Regions from separate parts of the Rattus norvegicus genome. Here region 2 is linked to region 1. The links are chromatin contacts, called in public Hi-C maps. All regions are on one chromosome and are shown on one strand. Each heading gives the region's core, a stretch centred on a gene start, on an enhancer-like site or on the middle of the called end of the contact. The rest is flanking DNA. Distances are from core to core; before and after follow the strand shown. Region 1 overlaps Ralb (RAS like proto-oncogene B). Region 2 holds the start of Tmem185b (transmembrane protein 185B).

Region 1 (4,368 bases), core at 839-3,338:
TACCAACAATCACCAAGGGACTGATTAGACCCCGGCAGACAAAATACACTCCCCACCAAAGACACACTGGAGATGTCCCACAGAAACTGGGAGCAGGACAGAGAACGCTGGCTTTGCCATCGCCACCAGCTCTGAGCTGATTCTCAGAGACAAACCAAAGGGAAGAGCGAGCATGGGGCTGGGGCTCAGGTGGCAGAGCCAGGCACGAGACCCTGGGTGGGATCCCCGGACCGCACAAACCAGGCATGGCGGTGCACGCCTGAATCCTAGAGCACAGGAGGCAGACACAGGAGGATCAGGAGTTTAAAATCCTCCTCGCTGCACATTGAGCTAGAGGTTAGCCTAGAGTAGAAGAGACCCTGACACTTTAACAAAGAAAAAGAGAGAGAGAGAGACAGAGACAGAGAGACAGAGAGAGAAAAACAAAGAGAGAGGCAGAGAGAAAAACAGAGAGAGAGAGAGAGAGAGAGAGAGAGAGAGAGAGAGAGAGAGAGAAGAGAAGAGAAGAGAAGAGAAGAGAAGAGAAGAGAAGAGGGAGACAAGTGTGTGGTGTCACAGGTCTAGAAAGGGTCAAAGTTCAGGGTCAGCTTGACATACAACAAATTTGAAACTAGCCTGGGGTACATAAATTACTGTCTCAGAAATGAAACAAAACAAGACTGCTTCCCTGGTATGACACCCACATGAGCTGACCACGGAGCCCAGGCACCAGGAAGGGAGCTCTGAGTATTTCAGGTTGACTCTACACAGGTTCTGCTAGCCCAGCCATGGGTCCCAACCACAGACTTTGGTTTCTTCCTGTGGTAAGAGGCAGGGAGGCCTGTGGACCATTCCACTGACCGGCTGCCTACACTGCTCCTGGCCTGAGCATCCGCAGCCTTTCTGCAGGGAAGTGTTCACTGAAGAAAACTTACTGCCTGTTACGAGTTCCTGCTGGGTCTGGCCTGCAGGTCAAAGGTTGTCCAGGGAGAGGAGGGAGAGATGATGACGTGTCCCCAACACACAGAGTGAGATCCCAGAGAACTGATTCTAACCCCCTCCAAAACAACACCAGCATTTTCATGCTGGGAAAGTCTGTTCTGTTTTGTTGTTTTTGTTGTTGTTTAGACAAGGTCTCCTTACACAGGCCACACTGGCCTTGAACTCATAGAGATCTGCCTGCCTCTGCCTTCTGAGTAGAGGGATCAAAGGCCTATGCTACCATGACCAGACGGCCTTCTTGGTTTTAAAACATAAAGCCTTAGGCCAGGCGTGGGAGGCAGAGGACAGCCAGCAATACATCTTGTCTCAAATATGCACCACCTTCTGCTCTGGAGAAGATTAAGGCTATACCTGGATGCCCACTGTATTCCCCTCAGCTAGGAAACTGACAGGAAGAAAAAAAACAGAAGCCTGAGCATCACCAGAAGCAATGTGAAAGTTCGGATAACAACGTAAAGAAAACGTAGATGCTGGGATGTGGCTGCTGGGAGAGTGCTTGTCAAGTGTACGTGGAAACCTGGGTTCCACCCTGACACCCATAAATCAGGTGTAAAAGTCCATACCTGTCTTTCTAGCACGTCTTCCATGAGAGCTCCAGGTCAGTATAGAGCATAGAGACCCTGTCTAAAAATAGATGATAGATAGATAGATGATAGATAGATAGATAGATAGATAGATAGATAGATAGATAGATAGATAGATAGATAGATGGCAGGCAGGCAGAGCCAGGGAAATGGTGTAGTGGATAAGAAACCTGCTTAGAAACCTGGCAATTTGAATTCAATTCCCTGGGACCCACATGACAACCAAACCCCAGCTGATGATGGAATACAGTTCACTGTGCCCTGGGCTACAGGGAGCACTGACCCTGCTTAAAGCCAGGCCCTCCTAGTATTCCTTTGAGAGCACTCAGGCTCCCTCCAGAACCAGCTCTCCCTGGTGGGTACAAAGATGGGGAATGACATCCCACAGAACTAGCCTGGGTTACAGTGCGAATTGAGAAAAAAACAGGACGTAGAGAGATCTGTGGCTGAGCATAACCGAGACAGCCTTTCTGCCTGCCCTGACTCTGCACTGATTTCGCAAGCCCAGGATGTGAAGTAAGAGCCCACACCATAGCGTGTGAAAACGGAGTGAAGTTCAGCTGTGGGGCACTTCCTTCAACTGTGTGCTAACACTGAACTCTGACGTAAAAGAAAAACCACGGGGTGGTCATGTATTCGTGTAGAGCCCTGGGTTCCATGCATGACTTGTCATTCCAGCCCTGGAAGGGAGAGGGCTGGAGGCTAGAAGGTCAGAAGTTCAAGGTTCTCCTCAGCTACAGTACGGAACTCTAGGCTAGCCTGTGTGAGACCCTCAACAAGACAAAAAAGATGGAAAAAGAAAAAGAAAAACAGAAAGTGGCATGCCAGCTGTGATGGCACAAGCCTGTAATGGCAGCACTTGGGAGACGGAGGCAGGGGGACCGAAGTCCAAAGTCAGCACTGCTTCATAACCAAGCTTGAGGTCCGACTGGGGGTGTTCTGAGACCCTGTCCAAAAGGAAAAAGGGGAGGAGGAGAAAGAGAAGGAGGAAGAGAAGAATGAGGAGGAGGAAAGGCTGAGGAGGAAGAGGAAGGGCGGTGGCAGCCGTGGCAGCAGCTGCAGTGGCTGAGTGGACAGGAGAGAGTGCCGATTTCGCAGAACCTAACTTCAGTTCCCAGTACCGGCATCACACAGTTGACAACTACCTGCAACTTCAATTCCAGGGGATTCTTCTTGCTTCCGTGAGCACCTATATTCACATGTGCATTCCCCTACACACACACACACACACACACACACACACACACACACACACACACACAGACACACAGTTAAAATAAAATTGAAAGTCGGGGGGCAAGGGAGACAGCTGAGTCTTGAGACAGCACAAGCCAGGCTCCGAGAAGCCTCCAGAACTCACGCTACCTTGTCCACGTTGGCTCGGGTCTTTGCGGATGTCTCCACATACTGCACACCCCACTCTTCCGCTTTGCCTCGGGCCTCCTCCACGGGCACCTGCCTCCGCTCCTCCAGGTCAGACTTGTTGCCCACGACCAGCAGAGGGATTTTGTCCTCCTCGGCCTTGACTCGGAGGATCTGTTCCCTAAGGATGGTGTGTCAAGAACAGCGTGGTTCAGAAAGAGTCAGCGTGAGAGGCACTTGGAGGGCTCTCCCGCCTCCACGAAGCCTGACGACTTGAGTCTGATCTACACTGTGAGCAGCGAAAACCGGCTCCCACAGGTTGTCCTCCATCCTCCTCGAGTACTATGGTATGTGCGCTAGTGCGCACAGAGCTGCACAAGTAAACAACGTTGCTCCGTTTTGTTTTATTTTGAAGCTGGCATATGAAGTCGGCTTTACAGGTAGCTGCCAGTGTGCCTCGGTGCTCACAGGGCATCCAAAAAGCCTAGCTAAAGAACAAGAGAAATCATTCCTTCAGGGAGATTTCAAAACACTGCCGGGGGCTTCTCCAGGCTGGCCCTCGACTTTCCTCCACCACCATCATCTGGTCTCTCTCCAGCTGCAGATTTCTCTGCCCTACACTCCTACAAAAGAGATGGCGACACACGAAGTCGGGAGTCTGCATCTCAACAGGGGCCCCCACTTTATGGGGGAAAAGAAAAAAAGGTGTGGAGGGAAGTTCGGGAAGGAACCCTCTGAATCTCGGGGACGTGGCCCAGTTGGCAGGTTGCTTCCACTGCAGTCACAGACCCTTCTCAGCACGCTACGGACAGGCACGGGGCTACAAGCCTGCAAACCCAGCACTGTGTGGACACAGAAAGACCAAGTTCATGGCCATCTTAGCTACACGGTAAGTTTAAGGCTAACCTGGGCTACATGATACCCTACTTAAAAACAACAACAACAACCGAAAGAAAATTAAAAAAAAAAAAAACTATTAAACCTAAAACAACAGCTCACAAAAATGCTCAATACTGCCACTACAGGCACAAGGGAGAAAAGAACGCAGGGCGGACATGCATCCTGTTTATCTTCCGATGGCATCAAAGTCAGATTATGAAGAGGAAACACAAGCCGTGATTGAGCACAAGTGCTATCCACACAGAAACTCCTGAGCGGCCAAAAAAATCCACAGGGGCAACAGCTCACGCTGAGTCCTCTGCTGCCTGTCTCCTACACACACACACACACACACACACACACACACACACACACACACACACACACACACACCACAGCTGCAGAAAGAAAGCCAGGACCTTCAGCTCTTTGGAGAGCAGAAGTCCCACCTTAGCACTGGCCTTCTCTACAGATGGGTTCAGCTCTTGCGGCTTCCCTGGCTCACCAAGGCTGCCTTCCAAATCTTGGGAAATGTTTAGCTGGCTCTCTTTACCTTTGGTCG
Region 2 (4,368 bases), core at 589-3,088, 55 kb after region 1:
GCACACTCCAGGACCAGAGCAGTCTTAATCTTCAGTTTGTATGCTAGCCTCAGGGTAGCTGTGCTCAGAGGAACAGTGGATAGAGTACTTGCCTATTTGCCCTGTAGTTTGAGGACCAGCGTTTGGTACAGAGCCCATAGAAAGCTGGACAGGGGTAATAAATAGCTCTCTACTATCCAGTCCTTCAGAAGCAGACAACGGATCCCTTGGGCAAACTGGTTGGCACCTGATGTGAATTTCAAGCCTCTATGTGCACCTACACACACGCACACACACACACACACACACACACACACACACACACAAACGTTCAAACAAATGCACACCACACACATAGAAGGACCTGTTTTTTTCTTTTTTTTTTTTTTTCTTTTTTTTCGGAGCTGGGGACCGAACCCAGGGCCTTGCGCTTGCTAGGCAAGCGCTCTACCACTGAGCTAAATCCCCAACCCAGGACCTGTTTTCTATGGCAGCATTCTTTTTGAAAGGTAGAAGCACCAAAAAAAAAAAGCCAAGAAACAAAACAGACCACGGTATCCCCAGTACAGGCCATCACTCAAATGGACTCTGTAGAAACGGGTCCCCGGGCACTGGTTCACCTGTTGCAGCCTCTGGGCTTGGGGAGATCTCGGCCATCTGGACTGGTCTCTTCCAGCAACCCTATGCAACTCCTTGGTGCCCACCACGCACAAGGAAAACCTGGGGTGGAGCGGCGGTCCCCACTTATCCCTGGGAGGCTGAGAGCAGAGGCAGTAGCGGTTCACGAAGGTACATTGGGAGCCCTACTCTCCTAACTGCAGAGATTGGCAGTCATCTGTTCCCACCCCCTTGTTTTCCTCTAATGACCTAAGACTTTCATGGCAGCGCACTATCCCATTTCAGGAAACCCGAAGGAGAGGCCCGGGGCTTAAAAGCAAGGACTAGCAACCAGGGCTCTGCTGAGCAAGGGTCAGAGAAGGGAGGAAAGAATCCTCTAGTTCTGCCCAGCGGTCAGGAAAAAATAGTACTCTAAACCACAGACCCACTGCAGCTTAGCAGAGAGGGGGTAGGGGTGGGATGGATTTGCTTCCTTTCTCAGCCGGTGGGTGGCAGGCGTGCAACCAAAATTTCTTGACCCTTGCACCTTCTCCTAACACAGTTCTAAAAGGATTAGACTCAGGACCAGATAAATGAAAATGAGACTCAAGGTTGGGATCCCTAAATCCAGGTCCTAATTCTGCCGTTCACCAGGACTTCTCCGGGTCCAGTTTCTTCACCTGTTCCCTCAAGACCTGTTCCCTCAAGGAGTTGTTTCTGTCCTGGTGGGTCACCCTCCCGGGTACCCCTCCACTTCTCGGGTGACACAGGTAGAAGCGCCTTGGTAAGCACCTAGGCGCTCCGCACTACCTTTTAGGGGCAGCCTGAGAATCGCTAGCCGCTCTGGAGTTTTGCCCTGGGCACAGCCCTAATCCGTTGACTGCCTGCACCCCTGACCTTCGCGCCGAACCCAAGGTCAAAGCCACTGATCCTCGCGCGCCAGTCCATCGGTGCTGGGCAGTCACAGTTACCGGCGCGCTCTCAGACTCACTTGCCCTCCAGCCACCCGCCTTTGCCGGTGCACACCCAGGCTCCCGCACCAGGCAAGTCGCTGCTTTTGTTCTCCCCACTCCCAAAGACCTCAAACCCCGCGCCCGCTCCCCGCCCTTGCCGTGACAGGCTCTTCCTGCCCCTTCGCCTAGCTCCGCTCCCTCCGCTCCCCTCCGCTCTCCGACCCCGCCCCGCCCTGGGCCCCGCCCCCGAGCCTGCCGGGAGGATGTGAGCTCATTCCCTCCTCCATGTTCCGGCCTCCTCCAGGAAGCGTCCTCCGGAGGTCTCGGCTAGCTCACAGCCGGCGACCCGCGGGTCGCCGAGTCCGCAGCGCGCCACGTCCCACCCGATACCGCACGCATCGCGGCGTCGGCTTTGAGGGTGCAGAATGAAGGCAGGCGGCGTGGGCACCAACCCTAGCCTGAGCTACGGGGCCGAGGCAGTGTCCCCGGCGTAGGCACCGTACCGTTCCCGGCCAGCGCACGCCGTGTCCTCCGCTCGCTTCCGGCCGGACCACGTGATTGCGCGCACGTGTTCCGGCCCCTCCGAGCTGTGATCTGGAGTCTCCTCCACACAGCGGGCGGATGCCCATCTAGAGGCAGAGCAGCCTTCGCCATGAACCCCAGGGGCCTGTTCCAGGACTTCAACCCCAGTAAGTTCCTCATTTATGCCTGCTTGCTGCTCTTCTCCGTGCTGCTGCCCCTGCGTCTGGACGGCATCATCCAGTGGAGCTACTGGGCGGTCTTCGCCCCCATCTGGCTGTGGAAGCTCCTGGTCATCGTGGGCGCCTCGGTGGGTGCGGGCGTGTGGGCCCGCAACCCTCGCTACCGTACGGAGGGGGAAGCCTGTGTGGAATTCAAAGCCATGCTGATCGCTGTGGGCATCCACCTGCTGCTGCTCATGTTTGAGATTCTAGTCTGCGACCGGGTGGAGAGGGGAACCCACTTTTGGCTGCTGGTCTTCATGCCACTCTTCTTCGTTTCCCCGGTGTCCGTGGCCGCCTGCGTCTGGGGCTTCCGACATGACAGGTCTTTGGAACTGGAAATCCTGTGCTCCGTCAACATCCTGCAGTTTATCTTCATCGCTCTGAGGTTGGACAGGATTATCCACTGGCCGTGGCTGGTGGTATTCGTGCCTCTGTGGATCCTCATGTCATTCCTCTGCCTGGTGGTTCTCTATTACATCGTGTGGTCCCTCCTGTTCCTGCGGTCCCTGGATGTGGTTGCAGAGCAGCGAAGAACACATGTGACCATGGCCATCAGCTGGATCACGATTGTCGTGCCCCTGCTCACCTTTGAGGTCCTGCTAGTTCACAGACTGGATGGCCACAATACGTTCTCTTACATTTCCATATTCACCCCTCTTTGGCTGTCATTACTGACTTTGATGGCCACGACGTTCAGGCGGAAAGGGGGCAATCATTGGTGGTTCGGTATTCGCAGGGATTTCTGTCAGTTTCTACTTGAGGTTTTCCCGTTTTTAAGAGAATATGGGAATATCTCTTACGATCTCCATCACGAAGACAGCGAAGATGCTGAAGACGCGTCGGCGTTAGAAGCTCCGAAAATTGCCCCAATGTTTGGAAAGAAGGCCCGGGTAGTTATAACACAGAGCCCTGGGAAATACGTCCCTCCACCTCCCAAGTTAAACATTGATATGCCAGACTAAACTCACAGGCTGGGCCTTAAAGTGAAATAGGAACCGTATACCCATGAATGCCACTTTGCTTTTTTCCCCCTGTGTTCATCCAGCCCTGGAATTGGAAACAGGCCCTCCTCATTTTACACCCACTGTAAGACAGAAGGAAACCTCTTGCAGTGGTCATTGTGTAGGCAGAAGCTGCAGCCTGTAGAATTGGGGGGGGGGGTGTACATAACGTGCAAGAGAGCTTGCTTTCCAGGTCCTCGTCGAGCTAGCCAAAGGCGGTAAATAGAATTGTTTCTAGGCCTTCCAAAGACCTGAAAACTACATAGCTGTTTGTTTTAAAAGTGCTACCTATGCCTACCAAAAGTATTGTTTAAAAAGTATTTTTATATACTGCTAGTCTAAAATTGTATATCAGATTGTGCCCATTGTGACGTAATGGTAAATGTACCAAATTCTCCCCCACCCCTGTTCCATAAACCTCATACAGTTGGTTTTTCTAGCACTCCTACTGTTCAAATCGTCGTTTCCCTTGGGCTTTGCTGACACAGGTCTCTAGTGTTCTAATAGATGAATTTTCTAATGGAGTGACTCTGCATATATTAGTACCTATGTGAATGTTTTAGCAGTGTTATCTGTGTTGAATTGTAGTTCTTGGCAGTAATGTGTTGTGTTAAAGTATTTTTTTTTAAGTTTCTGTGTGAAGATACGTATTTATTGCAACTATCCTTAAAGACTGAACGAGATGCTAATATGTCCCTGACGTGGGACCCTGTCTGAGTCTAGGAATGAAGGTCTGGTGTGGTAGATAACAGGAGTGCTACAATTTTTAAAGTGTGTGATTGCACTCCCAGAGAAAAGGGGCACCACCACTCAGAACAGACACTGAGACATGTCCAGTGTGGTGCCAGGCCACAAACACTGTCACTTAACACCTTGGCCTCTTCCTCACTGGTGGTATCATCTCTCCAGGAACAACCAAAATACGCAACACACGGTTTGGCCATTCCTAAGGTCTGTCATAATGTCAAGCATTACTGTTGGGATGCTGCGCGTGATAACCAACAGTGCGAGGTCTTGTAAGGGCCGATGTCCTTGGTCCATCAATAACAAATAACAAATGTTTAGGTATTTTTAAAGATGAGTACAGTGTTTCTT

What was found. Hi-C and Micro-C count contacts between places; a contact is called where the count stands out from the background.
Region 2: a contact with region 1 is called in a Hi-C map of liver, with 2.2 times the contacts expected there. The contact joins the promoter of Tmem185b here to the enhancer-like site in region 1. A contact is called at or near these places in 4 of 12 Hi-C or Micro-C datasets (the A7r5 cell line, kidney, liver and 1 more).

What each region holds. Positions count from the first base shown.
Region 1 is chr13:33,143,428-33,147,795 of GRCr8, forward strand. Ralb (RAS like proto-oncogene B) reads right to left here. Exons shown (of 5, transcript NM_053821.2): 4 at 2,931-3,108. Among named protein-coding and RNA genes, the nearest start is that of Ralb, 31 kb to the right of the region's middle. Within about 2 kb of position 2,089, at least 9 of the 93 cell types and tissues checked have an H3K27ac peak or open chromatin away from gene starts, as enhancers often do. A contact at or near this core is called in liver, where this site is marked.
Region 2 is chr13:33,198,491-33,202,858 of GRCr8, forward strand. It overlaps Tmem185b (transmembrane protein 185B), which reads left to right and starts at 1,839. Exons shown (of 1, transcript NM_001191668.3): 1 at 1,839-4,368. The coding sequence starts at 2,182. The coding sequence ends at 3,234.